Linked DNA regions of Mus musculus: regions 2 and 3 are each linked to region 1. The links are chromatin contacts, called in public promoter capture Hi-C maps. All regions are on one chromosome and are shown on one strand. Each heading gives the region's core, a stretch centred on a gene start, on an enhancer-like site or on the middle of the called end of the contact. The rest is flanking DNA. Distances are from core to core; before and after follow the strand shown. Region 1 overlaps Pum2 (pumilio RNA-binding family member 2). Region 2 holds the start of Ttc32 (tetratricopeptide repeat domain 32). Region 3 holds the start of Wdr35 (WD repeat domain 35).

Region 1 (2,870 bases), core at 265-2,764:
TATGCTCTGTATTAATAACATCTTGCTAGTTTTCATATACTACAATTATATAAGGAGAATTAGAAGAAACTAGACAGAAGGGTATGAGGAACTCCCTGTACTTAATTTTATAATCTATTATTACCTTTTAAAAAGCCCCCAAATATATTACATTTAAACTTATTTCACTCCACATCTACTATTAAGAGTCAGAATCAGAGGGCTGAGAAGAAAAACAAAACAGTTATTAGCATATTATTATCATCTATATTATTAAACAGTAAAGATGTGCAAGTGGTAGGAAAAACAAGAAAGACAAAAATAACTAAATATAGACAACAAAACATGTACCAAACTTGAATTTTATCAGTAATAATTATATGGCTGAGTTAATTCACATTAGTTAGAACTAGATATCAAAAAAGTTAATTTTACAGAAAATTTTTTAGTATTCTTGTTTTAGATTAAATCTAAAAATGAGCGTTCTGACTGGAAAATAGATTATATAAATAATAACATTTTATTTCTAGATCTTTGATTACCAATTATCAACTGAGAAAAAAAATCTTAAAAACTAACAACATTTATCAAGTATAAATTTTCAAATGTATGTGTGAGTGTGTTTTCACGCCACAGAGCACATGTGGAGGTCAGATGATAACCTGTGGAGCTGGCACTCTCCTTCCCCATAGATCCTGGATTTTAAGATCAAATTTGGGTCATCAGGCTTTGTGACAAACGCACTGGAGCATCTTGCTGGCCCAAATTACAGACAGATTTAACCAATGATGCAAATAATCAAAATGATTCCCTCCATTAATCATAATCTTTAGTGTGTAATCTGTTACTACTAACCTCAGAGGTGTTTCAGAAAGTAACAAAATGTAAACAAGACATTAAGAAATAAAAGGAAAGTTTAAATACATTAATACCAGCTTTTTCTTCTAATAATGAAAAGGTGTAACTTAATTGAAAAGACTTACCTATATGTGGCTGCTGAGCTGCTGCTAATGCATACTGCTGCTGCTGAGCTGCAGTTAACTGCTGAACTGTTAGTGCACTAGTCCTCTGAAAGAGCTATCCAGGAAAATATTTAATACAAAGATTAATACCAAAACATCGCAATTCTCATTAAAAAGCTATGAATATTTTAAACACTTATTTGAAGAACTTTCTTAACCATAATGACATTTTAATCAATAAAGCATTAAGTGTCAAAACCCTTATCATTCCTAGTGAGTCATACCACTTCAGATTTCACTAATAATAGTGTTACAGAAGTCTCTTTACCTGCTGTTGGGAATTGTAGTCAAAAAGGCCTACAGTAGCTCCTGAAGAATCCATGGGTACCTGATTACCAGGATAGTCAAACTGTAAGGAATCCAGACCAACTTGGTCCATTGCATCCAGATTCTGAGTTTCAGGGTTTGAAAATTCTTCAACAAGTGGTTTATTCGCTGTCGGATTAGGAAGAGGGCCCAATCCTTCTGGGGGATTAGTACTAGGGCCAAGGCGCTCAACTACTTCAGTTGGAGAGGCTTGGCGACTTCCAGGAGTGCGACTAAGTAAAGAAAACAGAAGAGCACTATGAGTAAACGGAGCAAATCCAAGGGTAAATAAAATAGTTAAGTATGAAGGGGAAAAAAGTCCCAAAATATGAAGAATAAGTAAGGCTTTCTGAGTCATCAAATGTTCCATTTCTCATATCTTTTCCTATTTCGTAACTACTTAAGGTAACAGTTTCAGTATTTTTAATTTTATCACTCTCCTCAATTTGAATAGCATAATCATATAACTCAATCATACAGATAAGACAAAGACACAGGTAAGAAAATTTGTCAAAATTTACAACTATACTACTTGAAACTTTTGTCTAAAGCCATAGACAAAAATTAAGAATAAAAAACAACTATTAAATAACAAATATGGCAAAAAAAAAAAAACCCCAAATATGGCAAAGCTCAAAATTCCACTTATCAAAAAACTAACCAGACATGATGGTTAAGTTTCCGTGAGTGAAAGAAATCTAAACTAAAACAAAAGCTGACTCACAACTGTGACTTTCAAAGGTTTTTTTCTGTGCAAACCCTTTTATCTTTTGCACTTGCTTCCTTAATGAGAATAAATGTAAGACTGGGTAGTTTTAGCTAAAAGAACAGAAGAGCAAGCAAGAAAGGGAGTAGCAGCCAAACAGCGAGCCTTTATGAAAGCCCTATACAATAAACAGCTACCCAAAGATCATCTCTACTGTTCCAAGTTGTTTCTCTTTAAAGGTAAATGTAGTAAATTTTGAAAACTTAAAAAGTATACAGAACACACACAATTTTATATAAACAAAATACCAACCCCGCTGCACCACACTACCCTAATTTTCACAAGAAATTCACTAATACTGAATTAAAATTTCAGCATTGGTTTCTCTTCTCATCAACATTGTTCATGTTTCTGACATACTACTACTACTACTACTACTACTACTACTACTACTGATGATGATGATGATGATGCAGTATTCTGCCTGCATGTATACCTGCAGGCCAGAAAAGGGGTCCAGATCTCATTATAGATGGTTGGTTGTGAGCCACCATGTGGTTGCTGGGAATTGAACTCAACCTCTGGAAGAGCAGCCAGTACTCTTAACTAGTGAGCCCCTCTAATATTCTTTTTACACTGTTTTTAATCCTAACATAGTCTATCTTTTCTTATATATGTTTTATATAGGAATCTTACTTTAAGTGTATTGCTCTGAGAAACTATGCATTCATAACACATTCAAAGTATATAAGTACCTAAGTTTAGTAGTAATGAGTGTTTTACTTGTGTCGAACACCAGCTGTTCATCAAACTTAACAGCCTCTAATTTAAGATGTTCCACACTGGCATAAGTTTGC
Region 2 (2,870 bases), core at 210-2,709, 320 kb before region 1:
ACAGAAGATAGCCAGGCTGTGAATATCACAAAGAGTAAAAGACTTCACTCTATTACAGTGGAATTGTGAACCTGCAGAGTTGGATCGATTCTCCCGGTTTAACGACCAATTCACAACCAATACAGAGACATTGGGACAAACAATACGGAGGGGCTAAGAGTAAGACTCCCTGATAAGCAGATGTATCAAGAGAGGAGCTGAGACTAGATAATAAATATAGTGAACTGCCAACCTGACCTGCTTCTTCCTGACCCGGCTGACCGGAAACAAAAACCCGGCAGCCTAAAAAGGCTTTTCTACTTTTTTTTCACCAATAGAGCCCCCCACCCCACCCCACCCCCGCTGATGGCTCTGCTATGCTACTACTACACAAGTTCAAAGCTGGATCGGACATGCTTAGGGCTCTGTGCTCAAACTGACCAACCCTCAGTTCCTTAAACCCTCAAAGGAGTGGATCTGCGGGTTCCTGAAATCCTCTTCCGCTTTGCCGAGGGTTTTATCTGTTTGCCCACTCAAGTTTTCTCACCCCTAGGAAACCTTTCCTCATTAGCGGATTCTCTCATAAGCTGTACTTAGTCGTGGCACCCTCCTCCTCCTCCACCACCTCCTCCTCCTCCGCTGCTACCTGCCTGGCTTGAGAGTTTTACTGCCTTTTAATTCCTTAACTGGCAGAAAACAGAATGCAACCAAGACCCCTAAATGTCAAAATTTTTATAATTATCAGATTTTGGCTCGACATACAACCCCGTTTTCTAAAGACTCAAAGCGTAGTGGGAATAGAGGGGTCAGAGTGCACATCTTGATAAGCTGCTCGAACTCAAATATCAAAGTAACAAAGAACTGTACTGGGCAATAAACGTTTCATCGCTGGCTTGATATTCTACAGAAAGGACTCTTGTGATGTTCTAGCGGTGTCACATTAACAACCCTTAACTTCAGGAGTGTGCTGTGACGTCGTGGTAAACACTAACGGGACAGCTGGGTGCAGCGACTGTGCTTAGCTTAAGCGGGTGCTGAACCGGAACCTTCGCGTCCGGAACACAAAGGCGTCGCTGTGGTTCCGAGGACGACCACCTTCCCTGCCCAGAACAGCGGCTTCCTGCCGCCTGGGCCTCTGCGGAGACCAAGGCGTCCCCTCCCCGAAGGACAGGGCTCGGAGGGGATCTTTTCTGGGGAAACCAAGCGGCAGCCCAGGACTCCGCGGTCCGCGCGTGGCTCGGGGACCACCCACGCGCCCAGCCCGCTCTCGCGATAGTTACCTCCCGTGACGCGCGCACTGGCCAATGAAGGCGGAGTACAGCTCCCGGGCCTCGGCAAACTCGCCCCTGGAGAAGCGAGCCTGCGCCGTGGCCAGGGCGGCCGAGCTCTCTCCGCCCTCTCGGCCTGGCCGCAAGGCCATGACCGCCTCACCCGGGTGGAAGCGGAACCACAGCTACCGCTCACGGGACTTCGTTGGCTAAAGGAAAAGGACGTTTGTCCTGTTTGAAGACCCGTAGTATCGCGAGACAACTGGTAGCGCCTGACGCCGTTCGCGGGAAATTAAGAGAATTTAAATCTTTGTGACATGTGTATACATAATTAGATTAGATTAGATTAGATTAGATTAGATTAGATTAGATTAGATTAGATTAGATTAGATTAGATTAGATTAGATTAGATTAGATTAGATTAGATTAGATGGATGATAGATAGACAGACAGACAGTGCCCATGGCCGGGCGGTGGTGGTGCGCATATATCCAGGCAGAATGCTGTATACATAGTAAATAAAGAAGTCTTTAAAAAATTTTTTTTTAGAAAATAATTATAGAAGCAGACAGTAGAGGGCAACATAATATTGCTGTTTTCATTTTAGATACCCAAAATAAGCGTCTAGAGCTATGGCAACAGAGTTAATATTCTGTTACTTTGAAACAAATTTGTCCATGTTTCTGAGTGTGAACTTTCTGTAGTCTCTATGGTAACAATTCTCTGCCACTTCAGTCACTGTATATTTTCCTAAAAAGACTTAGCTTTTTCTCCCATGTGATATATATTCTGTGTATGTCTCTGTGTGTGTCCGAGGATGTGTCTGTGGATGTGAAGACAATGCAAATGCCACATTTCCCTACATTATAGTGGAAGGAAACATGGGATAAACGTCCTTTTTTCCCTTCAGAATTTGTTTTCATGTTTATTTCAAATAATGTCTCAGAAAAACTTTTGATCTGAGCTCTGAGAATAAAGAAAAGTGATTTGTTTTGTTTTTTCGAGACACGGTTTCTCTGTGTAGCCCTGGCTGTCCTGGAACCCACTCTGTAGACTAGGCTGGCCTCGAACTCAGAAATCTCCCTGCCTCTGCCTCCCAAGTGCTGGGATTAAAAGCATGTGCCACCACTGCCCGGTCAGAAAAGTGATCTTAAAGTACATTTCAGCAAAATATAATGAGCTGTGTATGGCAGATGAGAGAGGTCGGCAGTGCCTGTGCAGGTACACTGCTTACCAGAATGCTGGGACCGGCCACATTAGTGCATGCTGTGGCTGCTGGGGTCACATTTAGGCCACTAGAGTACTCTGAACCATGGCATAGCTCGGGATAAGCTTGATGATAACTACAGCATTACTCAAAATCAGTTAATTCATGTTTATTACAAAGAAAAGAGACCAAATGCTTCCTCTTGAATGAGGCTTGTAGTCTTTAAAACTTCAAATAATAAAAAGTCTTAAAATGCCATTTCCTCATTTATGAACATACAGAAATTTAACCTTAAGTAGAAACAGAGCTCATGTCCTAAGCCGCTGCTGAGCCTCCCTGAACCCAGGTCATGTCTGTTCTCTGCTTCAAGGCAGCCCCTCCTACCCTCTGCCATCCCCAGCTACCTCCCAAGGGGT
Region 3 (2,870 bases), core at 252-2,751, 260 kb before region 1:
CGCTCCTGTAATCTCAGAGAGGACACAGGAGGCAGACACAGATGGAAGTTTTCAGGCCAACTAGCCTGTCCTACATGGCAACTTCTCAGGCCTGTCTCAGAAGACTCTGCCTCAGAAACAGTGACAGGAGGGGCTTGAGAGATGGGTCTGTGGTTAAGAACACGTGTTGTTCTTGAAGAGAACCAGTGGTCAGTTCTCGGCACCTACAAACCATCTGTAACTAGTTACAAAGGAAAAGATCCCATGCCCTCTTCTGGCCCCCACAGGCACTACATGCATGTGACACCATAAAATACGTTCAGGCAAAACACCCATACCATAAGAATAAACCCCTTTAAAAAAATTAAAACTTCATAATGACAAATACCATAAGTAGGTCTCACTAGCCACTAGCCACTAGCCACTGCTTTCTACCAGTTTCACACATCTGTACTGGTGATGATCACTTACCTGTCTGTGTCTCGAGTCTTAAAACTTTCAGTAATCCATCCTCACCGCCACATGCTATGAACCCTTGGTCCTTGTTCCAGGATATACATTTCAGCTTCACATTATTGGGAACAGCAATCTGTAAACACGAATCACAGTGATGCTAGCTTTTCACGAAGGAGTTGGAGGATCTCCATCCAGGAGATATAGACAGGCAAACATCTTCCAAGAAGAAACCTGCCCGAACTTGTCGTAGCCCATGTTACCAATCCCAGCACTGAGGCAGAAGGGTGGAAAGTTGGAAGCTGGCCTGGGCTACACAGCAATATCCTGTCTCAAAAAAGAGCATGAAAAAGGGAGAGAGAAACAATAACGCCCTGCAGCAAAATGAACTATTATGAAAATGGCTGTGGTCTTCTTAAATGTTCTGAGCCCTAGCATTCTGTAAAGAAGTGCACATAAAGGAAGGTGATTGCCAAGGAAGCGGGCGGGAACGGGGTGGGGGTGTCTGAACTGAGGCGGGAACTGAGACATAAATTCGTATCGCTGCTGCTCTTACTTCCTTTCCCACACCACACTTATATTTCTCTCTTAGGGCAGACTGTCATAATCTACCTTCTGGATCAACAAGTAGCAGAGGAAAGACCACCAGCGCTTGGTGATCACTTTTTATCACTGAAAAGAAACTTGGCATGACTGGAATGTGGAAGAATCCTGAGAAAGAGCTGCTGGCTCTGCCAAGGACTACCGGAGCACAGAGACCTGTGAGAGGAGATAGGTGACAGGAAGATGGAGAAGCTGCCTGGCAGCCGCCTGCAGTCCCGGGAGAATGCGGGCACCGGCGGGCTACAGGAATGGAGGCGGCGCGACGGCGGTCCCCAGGAGAAACTCACTTTCTTGCTCAGGTAGAAGAACATCGTGGGAACTCGGAGAAGACGACCCACAGCGGTCAAGGCACGCTAATATATAACGGGTTCTACACCTCCATTTGCGAGCACTGGTGGATCGGAGAAGCTCCCGTCGCCTGGCAACCACCGCCGCCCAGTCGCATCCGGGGCGCTTAGAGAACTTCCGGCGTGGCCTCCCGCCCCGTGTTGGTCGTCGTGCGCCTGCGCGGGCGATGGGGCGGCTGTGTAATTGGTGTGGGGTGAAGTTGATCAGTTCTTCAATGCCTTGGCTTCGAGCCTTTCTGCTCTCAGTTTAGCGATCTGCCATGCGTATCTCTCCCAGCGCCGTCCCTTCATCCCCGCCGCTGTGTTACAACATCACGCTAATAGTCGTGCGTCAGGAGTCAGTATAAGCTAAAGGGAGCCCCTTCCAAAAAAGGTCTCAGGAGTTCTGTGTTTTCTCTCTAACCGCTCCACCCGACCCCGACCAATATTCTTGAAAAGAACGTCAGTTGTTGCATTTGGTAGGCTGGCACCATCGGACAAATAAAAAATGGCAGTGCAGATGTGCATTTTGAGGACTGCCTTCTTTGAGAGAACTACAGAGCCCTCTGAAGCAATTTAGGAGTGGGCACTATTATTTTGCGTTGGATTAGGGTTCTTATGGCTGCGACAAAACACCATGACCAAAAAGCAAGGTGAGGAGCTTGAAAGGGTTTAGTTGGCTTACACGTCCATACTGCTGTTCATAATCTAAGAAAGTCAGCAGGAACTCAAACAGGGCAGTAGAAACCTGGAGGCAGGAACAGATGCAAAGGCCATAGAGAGTTTTCTTATAGAACCCAGAACCACCAGCCCAGGGATGGCCCTCCCCAATCAATAACTAGTTTTTTAAAATGCCGTACAGCATTTCAGATAACTCTAGTTTGTGCATCAAGCTGACATAGGACTAGCCAACACAGAATCCTTAAAACACCTTAAAAATTATGTCAAGGGTCCTTGTAATGGGAGTAATATGACCTTTGGGTCATTAAAGCTACAACTACATTGTGGCGTACCCTCCCGTTTCAAAATATGTGAGGTGTTAGAGCTTTTCTATCCAGAGAGTGATTTTTCTATATTTCTCTTAACTTTTTGTACATCTTCCCTCGTGTGTGCATGTATGTGGAAGCACATGTGCAGACCAGAGACCTACATCATGTACCTTCTTCAATAACTTGCCATCTCATTTTCTGAGGCAGGATATCTCCGTAACCTTGGAACTTACAGTGTGGGCGAGACTGCCCCGCCAATGACCTCCAGCATCGCTTGATCCCCTCTCAACACGGGGGTTACAGGTGCAGCACAGCTAACCAGGCTTCTAGGAGTGCTGGGGATCCAAACACTTGTCCTCATGTTTGCAGCAAGCACTTCACCCACTGAGCCATTTTCCCATGTCCCCATTGTCCTTTGGGGTATCCTGATGTTAACAAAGTTCCCAAATCTAGACATTCAGGTGGATCCAGTCCTGTGGAGGTATTTGGTCTCACCCATTTTTGTGTTATTTTTGGTTTT

Evidence for each region. Promoter capture Hi-C pulls out the DNA fragments that hold promoters and counts their contacts.
Region 2: a promoter capture Hi-C map of maxillary cranial neural crest shows a contact between it and region 1, with 4 times the contacts expected there. The contact joins the promoter of Ttc32 here to the enhancer-like site in region 1. A contact is called at or near these places in 10 of 39 promoter capture datasets (the C10 cell line, the HPC-7 cell line, HPC-7-derived erythroid cells and 7 more), 1 of 484 Hi-C or Micro-C datasets (bone marrow-derived macrophages), 6 of 115 datasets of contacts at active chromatin or transcription factors (the 230-238 cell line, the NIH/3T3 cell line, craniofacial prominence and 2 more) and 5 of 9 other capture datasets (adipose tissue, embryonic stem cells, liver and 2 more).
Region 3: a promoter capture Hi-C map of the C10 cell line shows a contact between it and region 1. The contact joins the promoter of Wdr35 here to the enhancer-like site in region 1. A contact is called at or near these places in 14 of 39 promoter capture datasets (the C10 cell line, the SN4741 cell line, cranial neural crest and 9 more), 1 of 484 Hi-C or Micro-C datasets (nephron progenitors), 10 of 115 datasets of contacts at active chromatin or transcription factors (T-cell acute lymphoblastic leukemia, astrocytes, bone marrow-derived macrophages and 6 more) and 4 of 9 other capture datasets (adipose tissue, embryonic stem cells, liver and 1 more).

What each region holds. Positions count from the first base shown.
Region 1 is chr12:8,712,030-8,714,899 of GRCm38.p6, reverse strand. It overlaps Pum2 (pumilio RNA-binding family member 2), which reads right to left. Exons shown (of 21, transcript NM_001160220.1): 6 at 1,270-1,540; 7 at 963-1,056. Among named protein-coding and RNA genes, the nearest start is that of Pum2, 39 kb to the right of the region's middle. Within about 2 kb of position 1,514, at least 6 of the 459 cell types and tissues checked have an H3K27ac peak or open chromatin away from gene starts, as enhancers often do.
Region 2 is chr12:9,028,586-9,031,455 of GRCm38.p6, reverse strand. Ttc32 (tetratricopeptide repeat domain 32) reads right to left here and starts at 1,459. Exons shown (of 3, transcript NM_029321.2): 1 at 1,260-1,459. The coding sequence starts at 1,399. Wdr35 (WD repeat domain 35) reads right to left here. Exons shown (of 27, transcript NM_001159527.1): 27 at 2,609-2,870.
Region 3 is chr12:8,972,632-8,975,501 of GRCm38.p6, reverse strand. Wdr35 (WD repeat domain 35) reads right to left here and starts at 1,501. Exons shown (of 27, transcript NM_001159527.1): 1 at 1,323-1,501; 2 at 451-568. The coding sequence starts at 1,346.